Regions from separate parts of the Drosophila melanogaster genome. Here region 1 is linked to region 2. Evidence: chromatin contacts called from public Hi-C data. All regions are on one chromosome and are shown on one strand. The core of a region is the stretch at or near the end of the contact, and the rest is flanking DNA. Distances in the headings are between cores, read along the strand shown.

Evidence for each region. A called contact is a pair of places that touch in the nucleus more often than the background predicts.
Region 1: a contact with region 2 is called in a Hi-C map of the Kc167 cell line, with 2.3 times the contacts expected there. The contact joins the promoter of Eip93F here to the promoter of CG43844 in region 2. A contact is called at or near these places in 42 of 107 Hi-C or Micro-C datasets (the Clone 8 cell line, the D17-c3 cell line, the Kc167 cell line and 19 more) and 1 of 6 datasets of contacts at active chromatin or transcription factors (the Kc167 cell line).

The regions. Positions count from the first base shown.
Region 1 is chr3R:21,946,148-21,952,780 of dm6, forward strand. It overlaps Eip93F (Ecdysone-induced protein 93F), which reads left to right and starts at 2,967. Exons shown (of 7, transcript NM_001104395.2): 1 at 2,967-3,255; 2 at 3,493-3,725.
Region 2 is chr3R:21,883,804-21,890,922 of dm6, forward strand. It overlaps CG43844, which reads left to right and starts at 5,736. Exons shown (of 1, transcript NM_001316613.1): 1 at 5,736-6,368. The coding sequence starts at 5,815. The coding sequence ends at 6,111. It overlaps CG6678, which reads left to right and starts at 3,226. Exons shown (of 5, transcript NM_142739.3): 1 at 3,226-3,788; 2 at 4,232-4,751; 3 at 4,900-4,975; 4 at 5,036-5,464. The coding sequence starts at 3,704. CG31465 reads left to right here. Exons shown (of 3, transcript NM_169985.2): 3 at 1-187. The coding sequence ends at 96. It overlaps fit (female-specific independent of transformer), which reads right to left and starts at 651. Exons shown (of 1, transcript NM_142736.3): 1 at 121-651. The coding sequence starts at 628. The coding sequence ends at 263. It also overlaps CG17819, dnd and asRNA:CR45046.

The sequences.
Region 1 (6,633 bases), core at 1,717-4,216, 60 kb after region 2:
GTGAGTGTGTGCGTTTTGCCTGCTGCATTTTTCATTATGCAAAAATTGCATACCATTTTTTTTTTTTGGGTACTTTTTTCCGATTTTTGTTTGCTTTTTTCGAAATGCATTCAACACAAATTGCACGTTTTGGTTCGTGCATCTTTTGTGTACAGAATGCAATTGCATTGGGGTGGATTTTTCAGTTGTGCAGTATCTCTCCCCCCTTTGCCCATCATTTCAACGACATTTTCGGGGGTTTTTGTCGCATTTGCTTACGTGGTTTTAATTTTAATTGCTTGGTCCGTCATTCATTCATTTTTTTTCCATATTTCGCTGCGCCTCCGCTGCACTTTTTCCTTTCGACAAGTTCGGGTCGTGTGCATGTTGTCGCCGATTTTATCTTTTGTAAATACAGCAATTATATGTGTTCCTTGATGGCGACATTATGTTTTGAAGTTCTGCTTTTTTCGGCTGCTCCTTGTTTTCGTATTGGTTTTTTTCTTTTCCTTTTTCGGGCATACTTGTGCCGAGTGCTTAAGTGCTTGAGAGGATGACGACGACTGGAGTTTCATAGCGGATGTGGGCATCAATCTGGGCCAGGGGTGGGCAGGACTTCAAGCTCAAAGGATAATTATGCAAGAGCGTATTTTGGTAGCTTTTCTGATTCACCGGAAGATGCAATTTAAAGCGGACGGTAAGTCCTTGAGAGTTCCTTTTTTCGATCAAGTGATTATCGTCGTATTTTGTCATGAAATAATATTTTATTCATATGGTCTCAATAACACTTTTTAATTGATTTGCAAATGTTAAATAAGCTTAGGTATCAATTTTCCCACCCCAATTTTGTCACTCCTCCCCAACCACACAAATGTCAGAGCTGTGCAAACCAGCTTCAAGGTCATTTGTGAGCGCAATTAAATGCACAAATATTTCGCTTATTAGAATAGCATTCGAAAAAAGCAATTGTGCCACAGCAAATAAAAACCAAAACAAATTACAAAACAGCAGAAAAAAAAGCGAAACCAACTAAACAATTACTATTTTTATTATACACGAATTTTGTTTCTTTCATTTACAATCATGCAAACACAAACAGCAAAAAAAAAAAAGCGGCACAAAAATTACAACGAAATTTTCGCATTAATTGAGGGACCTTGAAACCAGTCACGACTCAAAATTCTGGCAGAGACCAGGGGCCAGGCCCAGAGTATATCCCCCCAACAGCCCCTCAGTTGCCCCTCTTCTAGTTGCCCCTTCACCGCCCACATCTCATTCTCCATCGGTCCGGTCCATAAGTTGTTCCAGTCAACGCCAACGCCAAGTCAACGCCGAAAAAACTGCACAAAAAATAAGGAAAATAATAACAATAAAACTAAAAATATTTTCGTCTACAATGACATGCAATTGAGTCGCTGCAAGTCGACTCGAATTGCAGTCTGTTCTCAGTCGGTCATTTCCTCAGTTGGTCAGTCAGTCCGGTCGTCAGTTTCCCAGTTGTTCAGTCGCTAAGGTGCGCAATCAGTTCCTCGTTGGGGCTTTTGGTTAATAATAGGTACTCACTCAGTTTCTCAGTCAGTCAATGGGTAATTTTGGGGTTAGTCAGGCTATATTAAAGGCGATTATCTTATGTCTTGACAAAATGACTTTAATATAAAGTCTTGAAGTTCTTAGCAAACATAATTAGCTGGAAATGGCCTTATGAAAAATGTCAAAAATTTGACGATTTTTGATAACTCAAATAAAAATAACTATAAGAGAAGTCTGTGGGTTGGTATAATTTATAAGGCTTAACAAAGGTATTTGGGTTATAGAACTGATACGATTGTTTACTAAAAATAAGCTGTCTACTTTTACGACCCTCGAGTAGTGCACTATAACGATTCCCGGAAAAATGCAACGCTTATCTGGGCTCCAACCCAATTATCGATCGCTCAATCCTTGGGGGTCACCATCCATAGATCCTTTCCCGACTCTCTCACAAAAATCGCAATTCTTCAAAGTGGCAGCCCAAATGAATTATTTTAGTTTTCAGTACGCTCTGGCACTCGACATTCGCACCGAAAAAAGTGAAAAAACGAAAACAATACGAAAACAAAAAAGCTCAAAACCAAAATAAAAACTAAAAAAGTGCATGTGCAACGGTAGCCTACGTATTCCTCCCGCCGATTTCCGCGTGCCCCGCCGCTCCCCCGGCCGAGAAGAGCCTCCGTTGTGGGAAGTGGATGTGGAATATATAGACGTATAGCCGGCTCGGATCGGTTTGCTTCGTCGCTGGCCGCCAGTTGCATTTCGAGCGGTGAGTGAGCGCCTCCAGTGCCGAACGCTGGCGATTCGGACGCGGACCTAAAATCGAAAACCCACCAAAACTGAGGCTGAGCAGAAAGAAAAAAAAAATGAAATGCAAGCACCACTACTGGCAGCGAATCGTTGCAAATTTTTACAAACTCGAGAACAAAATGCTGCTTGAATAAAAAAATATGTGTGAAATTCTCAGAGAGCGTGCATTATGCATATGTGTGTGTGTGAGTGCGAGTCTCTGTGTGTGTGTGTGTGTGTGTGTGCAATTAAAAATTGCACTGTACTTGCTCTTGGCCTTTCCCGCGACTTGAGCGGAAAATCCAGCGCTCTCTGGGCCACCATTTTCTTTTTCTTCGCTTTTTTTCCAACGTCTACTTCTAGCCTCTTGCTGCTGTGGCTCTCTGTTAACCAATTTCGCTTTTAGCCTTTTTTTACCGGCTGCCATGAATGAAGGCACCCATACAGTTGCACGCAAGCCGGCTAACTCGCTCTCCCAACCTCTCGTTCTCTCTCCCTTCCGCTCCCTCTCGCTCTCATTGAGTGAGTTCTGCGAATGCACTTTTTGGCCGAGTGGAAATGCTGGCTTGCTTGTGTGCGTGAGTGCATCCGCTCGTCGAACGCGACTGCAGCGGTCTGCTCAGCTGTGGCAGCAGGCTGGCTTTAGCTTTATTGTCCGTCGGCTCGAGCGGTTCGCTTCGGTCCCGGCCCCGCTGATTTGGATTTGGATTCGGATTCTCGGTTTCTCGGTTTCTCGGCTTCACGCTTCCTCGGATTCTCGGTTTCTCGGATACTTGGCTACTCCGATAGTGGGATATTCTCGCCAGACTCGGCTTCTCTGCGAGATTCTCCATTCTCCTCACTGCCCAGACGGGCGATTCTTGTGCCCGACCGATTTGGGTTCGGATCGAAGGCGGCGTTCGCTGCTGCAGCGTTTGCCGGCGTCGCTGCCTGCGCTCTTGCGTATTAGTAACGTCGGTCTGTCAGTGTCAGTTGTTGTTGTTGTTGCTTGTTTGTTGTTGACGCTGGTCGCGGTGTGCGAATTTTTATTTATTTTCTACTCACACACACATACACAGACAGACACACACACACACGCACACGCACATGCACACTACCTTTAACATGCTTCCTCTTCCCGAGCGAAAACAACAACAACAGCAACTGAGAGAAAAACCTTTAACGTGCGTTTTTCTTATGACAAAAATTTTTTAGTTGACATGCCAGGCCACTAAAAACGAAAAAAAAAAATAAAAAAGTAAAAAGAGCTGAAAATGCAAAAGTGCTGTGACAACCACAAATAAATGATAGAAGGAAAAAAGTTTAATACATTAAAAACAAATACCACAAACAAAGTCAACGTTTTCATCGTACTGCAAAAAAACCACAAATTTTTTACATATTTACATTAATGAGCTTGTAAATATTGGGACGCATTGCCACGAAAAGTGAGTAAGAATTCTTTTTTAATCATTCCATTTATGTACATACATCAGAATGGGGAAAAAATTCATGAGCCAGCACTTTTGGGTTCTTTGTAAACATTACAAAAATTAATTAAATCATGTATGTTTCAATTAAATGTATTTTTTGTATTATAAAAATTGCATTTTGTCCTCACTCTCTCTCTCTCTCTCTTAACGGCTTACTAATTATCCTCAGTGTAGATATTTTCTTATCAATTCGGGTAGCGTATTTTCTGGGATTTCCCTGAATTATGTAGCTCCATTTGCATTATAATTAAATAACTAAGTTTACTAGAACTAACTAATGGGTGATTTATGCAAAAAATCAAATAACAAAATACTTGAGTGCTAAGTGTATAATTTAAATTACCCTGCATTAGTTTACAAAGAACCTTTCCGGATTTTCCCCAACTGCAACAAGTTTTTGAGCTGTATAGTTATTATTATACCTATGCCGTATCATGCATTTTCCAATTGTTTTGGGATCGGTTCCGTTGACTAAATCGGATGACTCTAAATGCCTGTGATTCATCTTAAATGATTGCACTGATTTGCTCACTTTCAAGATGTTCGTTGCTCATAAGAAATAATAATAGATCATTCTAGAATAGGGAATAATTTGATAAGAACTTATATGCGCCTTCGCTAAGTAATATTGAAAGAGGTAATTAAAGTCTTGTTACTCAAATGTATAGCAATTCGCGAAAATCAATCGAGTGTTTATGAAAAGCTGAAAAACTTTCCATCGTCTCAAGAAATCAACACAATTGCATTCGGAAGCCCAACAAGTGCCTCTAATGGGTGTATAGATACCACTGCCCCCTTCCAGCACCATCGTTATATTTGCTTTTCCAAACAATCTGTCACCTACAATGGACTTGAATGGGTTTTCCTTTATGAGGCACAAAAAAAAATACGCGGAAATCTTAACGACCAATTAATGCGCAAATATAAATGTCAACTTGAAATTTATTGAATTTGAATGAAAAATAATATGTATATATAACAATTAAAAAATAAAATAGAGAAAGACAAATGAAGTGGATGCGAATTAAGTGCGAGCGAATAATAAAAATTTCTAATTAATGCGCTTCTAATTTCAAGTTGACAGACGGAAAGCACTGCGCTTGATGTTTTTATTATTATTGTTTTTATATATGTAGATATTTCGCCAAGTGATTCGCTTTGTGCACAATTGCATTTGATTTCGAATAATTCATTTGCGGCGATTTATGACACAGTCTGACTGCCACATAGACGGAAAAAAATAAGACAATGAATCAGTCGATGGTATAAGGGGGATATAAAAGTGGGGGCAGACTGATGTGTCGCCCACGCGTCGCAATTTTCTTTTCACTCGCCGTTGTCCTTGAGGCTTTTCCGCATTTCACGACGGCGACAAGTTTTTAGCTTTAAATTGCCGCCGAGGCGACAGAAGCCAAGATGGATTGAAATTTAATTTCATGTTCTCAAATTGATTTGTGCGGATATCCATTAGTCATCCCGGCTTCTAGCCGCTGGCTTCTGGCCAGGATTAGCATTAGACGGGAGTGCAACAGGCGGGCAACATGCAACACACAGTCATCTGACTACCAGTCTGCCTTTCTTGGTGTGTGTGTATGTGTGTGTGCTGCACGTAAGAAACGAGTTATTGGAACAGGTTCATGACCTTGACCATCAACACAAGGCAGCAGCAACAACACGAGCAACACGGGCAACATCAGCGGCACAACGGCAATTGCAACACGGCCTCCTCATCTCGCCTCCTCCGGCAGACAAAAGGAAGTGGTTGCATCTGCATTTGCATTCGCCATTGTTCGCCTTGGATTGGATTAGATGTTGCAACAACAACAGCAGCAGCAAAAGCAACAGCAACAAGTTGCTGCCACTCCGGGAAGTCGGGCAGTAGTCGCCATGCATTTATCGCTCACTGAGTGAGTGACTCACACTCCAAAAGCCAAAAGGGTCTAGTGGGTCTATGTACATCTACGCTCAGGGAAATGCGTGATTCACTTTTATGGAAACTAAAAAGCCTGCACTTCTGTGAGTTGCCATTATATATATATATCAACTTTTATCGAAATTATGCATGCGTTTTGAGTGAATTTACCGCAACTACGCTTACTTTGAAATAATTAGGAATAAATTCAAAAAGACTACTTATATATTCAGCTTAGTTGTGGTGCTAATGTAATATGCATAATTATATCTCCTCATTTAGTAGAGAAATAATAGGTACAACTACATCAGTACTTTAAATAACCCTGATACTTTTGATTAATTAAGTAACTACACACTTAAAATGCTATATTTTGCCTTAAAAATTGGCTTAATTCTAAAATCAACTTAAAATTGTACGCAAATTGCTAACAACGAAATCCGACAGAGCTTAGTGTGATTTCAGTATTACCCCAATCCTCGTGTGGCTGGGAAAATGTTGTGAAAAAGAAACTGTTGCTCTGCTCGAAAGGACGCAGGATGGGTGTGTGGATGGGGGGATGGGGTATGGCTCCTGCAATTGGGAGGCTTTGGATTTTTTTGTGCTTATTTTTCGTATTTCGCTTCTTTCTCGCAGTTTTTTTTCGCATCTTCCTCATGCCACGCCACTATATAGTTTATATAGTTTGGTTGGATGGTGGGGCCACTGGAAGTGCACTGGAAGTACATAGCTGGTGCAACAGGCAGTTGTTGTTTCTAGCTGGCCGAGGAGATTGGGCTATGCTCCACATAGAAGGCGTGTCCCAAACGAGGATTCGGATTGGGAAGAATGAGGAACAGAGGAGCAAAGGAGCAAGGAGCAACGTGCAGAGGGGCAAGTGGGCAGGGGGAGGAAATGTTTTTAATTTAACTTTGGCCATGTCAAATCCCCTACGCAAAGAAAAGCTGAAAA
Region 2 (7,119 bases), core at 4,486-6,985:
AAAATGGAAAAGGAGCGCCAGCTGGCCGAGCAGGAAAAGTGCCACAAGCTTGCTCCTCAAGCTTCGCGCGAAACGAATGGGAATCCAAACCCATAAGACAAAGCTGAATTTAAATTAATTATTATTTAAACTTAATTTATTTTGATAATTTGTTACTAATTAGTTCGTTTGAAAGGATTTGATTATTAAAATGCATTTTGCAAAAAAAAGGTGGCTAAAGGAATGTCCTTAAATTATATCAACTGATCACCAAGTCGTGAGCTTACATTCCATTCGCCTGGCTCATTTGGTGGTGAATGAATGACATGGTGTATCCAATCGAACGCCTAACGCAGTGCACGTCCATCTGGCCATCCAAGATGCACTGCCTCAACTGATTGACGGCGTAGTTCTCGATCCGTTTCTTGGTACTCTCGTTGTCAATTCGTTCCAGTCGCTTATCCACCTTGTGCATTAGAATGAATGCCTCTGGGAAGTGACCCACATCACAGGGCCAGTTGACAGAGTGCGGATGCGGGTGGCTTAGACTTGGACCTTGGGACGAGTTGTCCTCCTCAGACCAACGAATATTCCTGGCCTGCACCAAAGCCAGAGCCGAAAGAAGTAGAATCACCAGAGTTGAGTTCATTTCAACGATCGCTGTTAAACTGTGCCAGTCAATTCTATAACTAACCCTTTTATAGCCCCAAAAGCAACAACAACTAATAACTGATAATGCAAAAGGGCTTTGTCCTCACAATGTTGCTACTCAGCCACGAGTTTTTCAATTATTGACAGAGGTCAATGTCAAAAATCATTGATTAGCAAATGGCTGTATTAATGTATTAATTAAAAGAGTGTTTGCCGATCAGCAAACTAAATGAATCATTATTTGAGGCAAATAATTTCTATAATACAAGTGTAACAAACTATTGTTGCTAAATTACATTAAATATATATTTAATATATTAGTTAATAGGTTGCCAAATTTTTGAAAATATAAAAATGTGATAAATCACTTCCTGTTATTGTTGATCTTTTCGTTAATCCAATTTACGATCTCCTACCCAGATAGTATAAGTTAAATTATCAGATTTCGAATATAGAACACAACATATACCTGAACACCAGACCCTGTCCGCATGGAACATTCCTCAAAAGTCCAATCTCGACCAGTTAGGCGATATAGGCCCATCAAATCGATAACCGTGGACATGGACAGGGATCCCGAGGCGTCCTTCTTGTTGGACACGATCAGCAGCGGAGCATTATCCAGTTCCTGGTGCATCAAAACATCGCATAAAACACATCGCGCCTCGCTTAGCCGCAGTGCATCCGTGCTATCCAGTACAAAAATCTACGGTTCAGGGATTGTAGTCGAGTCTATATAAGTTCTATATAAGTTCTCCTCTCACCAAAACATTCACTTTCTTATAATACTTTGGCCAGATCTGGCGATTCTTCAGTTCTCCGTTAATATCCCACAACTGGACTCTGAAATTATTTATGGTGAAGCTCCATTCACTAACTTGATTGTTAGATTCCTTGGACTGCAAATAGTTTATGCTAACATTATCAAATGGAGATAGGACCATCACATATATGGCCTTACTTCTCCATTGAAAATTTCCGCCAGGCGGTCTGTCAACGTGGATTTTCCCGCATTGTCTAATCCTAAAATGAGCAGACATGATTTCTGAGAGCCTGCGGGCAGGATCTTTTTTATGAACGAAACAGGTCCGTAAAAACACATGGGGATCGAAATTTGATTTCAGTTTAGATGTCAGGTAAAAATGAATGATTTAACTAGCATAGCCTTCTCAACTATATATTCAGTTTATACTTAAAGATACACGTGAAAAAAGGAAGATTCATCCAACAATTAGAGATTGTGATACTTTTGGTGAGTTGAAATGTAGGTACGTATATTTAGTTCTTAGGGACAACTTAACAGGCGACGATTACTATAATTTAGATTACTTCTTCATATTCTTGCAGACCCAGTCCATTCCCTCCTTTAGTCCAGTGCCATCCACAGCGGTACAGGCCTTGATCTCCCAGGTTCGTCCCTGCAGTTGCACCAAGCTCATCTTCTCGGCCACCTCGGCGGCACTCATGGCATCCGGCATATCCTGTTTGTTAGCGAAAATCAGCACGGGAACTTGCTTCAACCGATTGTCCATGAGCATTTCGAATAGTTCACTACCCGCCTCGGGCAGGCGAGTCCGATCTGTACAGTCAATTACATAGATCTGAAATAATCGAAACTATTAGCTAACAGAATTGAGTTTAGATCTATAACAATCCTACCAGCACATCAGTATTCGCAAAATAGTTCTTCCAATATGGACGTATCTTCCATTGACCACCAATATCCCATACATTCAGTTTGAAACCATCGGCTGCCACGGACTTGATGTTAAATCCTGCCGTGGGCGTTACCTGCGGGATTTCACTCCGTATTTTATGGGGAAAACGGAAGAAGTTCGCCGCCTTTATACGCACCGTGGTTATGTCCTCCGATGCCAGCTGCTTCAGTATCGTGGTCTTGCCAGCATTATCCAATCCTAGGAGCAGGATGCGAGCCTCCTTTTCCGGATTGGGTCTCAGTTTACGCAACAGCGATAGCAGACCCTAAAATTTGTAAGCTATTAAGTTGTTGTTTTTTCTACTTAGTTTTTTGAAGGTGTGTTATTCTAGCACCTGATTACCAGTATTAGTCTAGACTCGGTAGTATCCTCTGGTCTATCTTTGAAATTTTGAATAACAATCTACATTTGGTAGTTTATAAACTTGTAAAATTGTTAATAAATATATGTGTTTTTATAAATGCAACATATGCTTGTAAACACACATGTTTTGTTATTATCAATGTTGTTATCAATAAAGACGATGTAAAGTTGTAAAAAAAAAACTTGCAATTAAAACGTTCTCTTAGTGATAGAATGCAAAAAGCTTATCAACAGGTGAACTTTACAAACATATTGTTGGAATTGAGATAAGGGCTCGCCAAAAGAAACGACAACAAGGTTGAATGAAATAAAAATGTTTATTGGTAAAAAAATTTGCCATGTTCACTTAAAAATTAAGAACTCTTTTTTCCATTGTGTGCTACAAAAAGCTTATTATGTTTCTTTGTTTTCCGAACCACCAATTTGGTTTTTTTTTTCGAATACCGATAATTACGCGCCTAAAACTTTCGAAGTAGTGCTGAAAAAAGTTCTGCTCTAACAAAAAAGTGTTGTATAGTTTTTGAGGCGGGTTTCCATGGCGACGATCGCAAAATGAAAACAAATCGTGCAATTACGGAACAACAAGGCACTTAATTAGCTGTTACGGAACCGGGAGACAACCTACCATCGTATAATTAACGCGAGAATAACAGCCAGGAGGCGGTGCGATCTCCGACCACTATATCCGTATCTGTATCCCCCCGATTCGGCAATCTGCTCTGGCCGCCCAAGACGGTGTCTTCTGGTGGTCAACTCAGGAAAAGTCGGATAACTTGAGAATTGGATCAACTTCAACCACCAAACACAACATCACTGGCTCGTCGCTGCACAACTACTGAAAACAAAATTCGCTCAACGCTCTAACAAATTCCGACAGCAACAACAACAGCGCCAACGGTCGCCGAGCAACCGCTGCAAAGGATTGTTAGACGGGGGACGTGGTGGGGGTGCGGGTCGAGCGGTATTCGAATTGGAACGGGAACGGGAAGAAGATGCCGCTGCTATTTACGGGCTTCAACGCATTTGGCCAGCATGAATGTGTAAGCGGCGACGTCGACTGCGCAGCCGGCTTCAGCGGTTTGTAACCGGCAACAAAAGCCGCCGATCACTTAGTTGCTACAGTAGGCACTCGCTATAGAACTCGCTGGGATGCATGCAGCTTATACCATTTTTACAATTCTAATTCTATCTTATAAAACTGAATCCGATTTAAGCCAGATGAATTTTTAAGATTTCATGTTTAAAATAGAGTATAGTGATTTTCAGGTGAATATATACGTAGGACATTAATCCATAAAATTCTTTGCATATTCATATTCATGCATTGGATATAGACTGCATTTTAATTGACAGTTATAGGGTAAATTACACATCGGTACTTGGTGCCAACTGCATTTTTTGATTGGCCAAATACATACATAGCAATGAAATTGATAAACTAATAACTTAGACAAAATCTTTTTAGGGGGCTTCCACCGTATGTATGTATGTGTACTAATTCAGTTCTGCCTTTATTACAGAATTAAATGCGCCAGTCTCGACTCAGAACCAGTGCACGATTTCGATCGGCTGGCGGTATGCGGCCCTCGCTTTTGGCCGGAAGTTGTGCCTGCGTGGGCTCTTGGATGATGGCCCAAATGAGTGCGTGACCCTGGAAGCAACGGGGAACATAAGGGCCCTTGCCGCTGCCGATTCCCACTGCCTGGTGCTACTCCAAAGCGGTCAGCTTTACAGGGTGCAACCAAAACTGCAAGCGGAACTGGTGGCTGTTAGACTAGAAGCTGCTCCCAGATCCAATTCGGGTACAAAGCGCTCTATCTTTGGGGCTGCCAAGGCGCCTTCGTCGCCGATCATAGAGCATATTGCATGTGGATCGCACATAAACGTAGCGATAAGTTCGGAAAACTGTGTCTACAGCATTCCCAGCTGCCTGCATCAGTTTTCCGAGCGCCAATTTCGGGTGAAGCAGCTCCAATGCGGCCATGAACATGCCGTGCTCCTCAATGCCAATGGCGACGTGTTCACCTGGGGAAATGGACTGTAAGTAAAGGTCATAATGAATGCGTTGGCTGTGCAGAAATGCAGCCTATAAATATTTACATATTCTGGTTTTAAGATATTTAGATATTAGCGAGTTTCTTATTCTAATTCCTAACAATTTTTTTCACTTCTATGTCATAATTAACAGACGCGGACAGTTGGGTCTGGCGGAACTGAGAGTGGAGGAGACGCCTCAATTGCTGGAGGCGCTGGCGGGGATCAAGGTATATATATATTTGACTTGTCCACTTATCTTGTCTGTCACACATTCAAGTGCCTTGCAGATAACTCAAATTGCTGCCGGTGGTTGGCACAGTGCGGCCATATCCGCCTTTGGAGACCTCTACACCTGGGGCCTCAACTGCAGCGGTCAGCTGGGATTGCGTGTGATGAAACCCGGTGGCGTCCTCAAAGAGCCCACTGTATTTCCGCTGCCCCAGTTGCAAGATCTGCCCGAATGTGCCTGCTCCCAAAGCGGGGAGAGCAACGATGATTGCGCACCGCTGAGGGTGTTTGCTGGATCTCGTCACACTCTGCTGATCCGCCGATGCGGGCGGCTATGGGTCAGTGGTTGGTGCAAGCACGGTCAACTTGGCAGGCAGCTCCAAGACCTGTCCTATGTGGATGCTTTTCAGGCCCTGGAAGGTATCACGATGAACCCTACTGTGGATGATGTTCTCTGTGGGCCATGGTCAACGCTGCTCCATTTGAAGGTAACGTTGGATTGAAGACACATACATATGTACCTTTTAAAATGGCTTCACTATTAAATCTACTGAATTGAACACAGCTTGGACACAAACCAATTTACATGTCAACTTGGTTGCCTTCATGTAAAATGTATTGCCACACATTTTACTTGACTTTTATCTACTTTGTATATATGTACAAAATACGTTGTATGATGAGTAATTTAACATTTGTATTATATTGCATATATTACCAACTTATGTAGATAAGTAGGCATTGGAATAAGTGTTTCCCCACTATTTTAGTACTTTTAAATTACCAAAGACAGGCTGGATGAGCGGATTGCCCTTGAGCATGGCGTAAGTTAAGAAGTATGCAGGATCAGAGTCGTTGGCCTGTAAGAAACTTCCTCATTCCCAGTCCCAGTATATTCTTTATTCTAATATGGCGTATCACCGTGCAAATGATGTATCCATACGGATACATGGACTGTTCGCTGCAGGACGCGTTGGATAATGAGTATCTGGTATGGAACAAGGGCGATCACCGGGAAAATCAAATGATGCTGATAAGGGAAACCGTTCAAACCACACTCCTGCTCGTGCTAATGATAGAGGTGATGCTGACGTTCAATATTCCGATTCCGATGGTCATAGGCGCCGGAATATAGTCTCGGCTCTGAACTCTGTTCCCGCCTTATTGCTATAGAAGCTCTATAGCTACAGTCCGTTTATTGTCCCATTAAAACAAGAGTGCTCAAATAATTTCGTCTTGGGGTAGGACCGCCATTGTGTCAACGTTCGTCGACTTTGTCGTTGTCGTCGCTGCACATTTAATCAGTAAATTTTATTTTTAAAAATGGTATTAAACAATATTTGCCATAGCAAAAGTCCGACGCTCGCAGTGCAATAAACTTTTCAGCACTTGAGCCGTTCGCCTGACTAAATGACTGATTGACTGACCGACTGATTGACTGACTGACTGACTGACCGACTGATTGGTTGGAATTTCTTTTCTTTGTTTTAACTTTAACTCGGCGCGATTATTTCGATTTCGTGGAAGTGCGTTACTTGCAAAGGTTTTGATAGGAATTTTATGCGTCATATACGGGATATATTCGATACGATAACAGTTCAATTGATTCGACTGGGAAATGCTCATTTCGATTGCTTATAACTTCTTAAAGAGGAATTTTTATGAAAACTGTACGCTTCTGAGATTGGATTTTTAGCTGATTATAAAGCCATATATGTAGATATATTTATACTAAAATTGAAGTATGTTTTTTCCAATTTTTCGAAGAGAATTTTATACAGTTTCTAATAGATTTTTTTTCGAAATTTGCATTTATTATAGTCAACATCTACCGTTGCCGATCCTATAGGCGAATTTTCCGCTTTATGGTCCGCGATCGAGTTCAACGCTTTTATGTTATTTGCCAAATGAAAAAGTAAAAACAAATGTTTATCTTATAATGCACTGGGTGGCAGGCAGTTCAGTGCAGTTCTGGCGACACGCACACATGTGGTGCGTAAACAGGCTTTGCTTTTGGGTCTTACACTTCATTTCTTATTTTTCCGTTTTTAACTTGGCAAATATTGTTATCATCGAAAAAAGAAAACACCCGGTACAAAATAAGCAATAAAGTGGGGAGGCTTGTCACTTTTAGGTCGCAAAA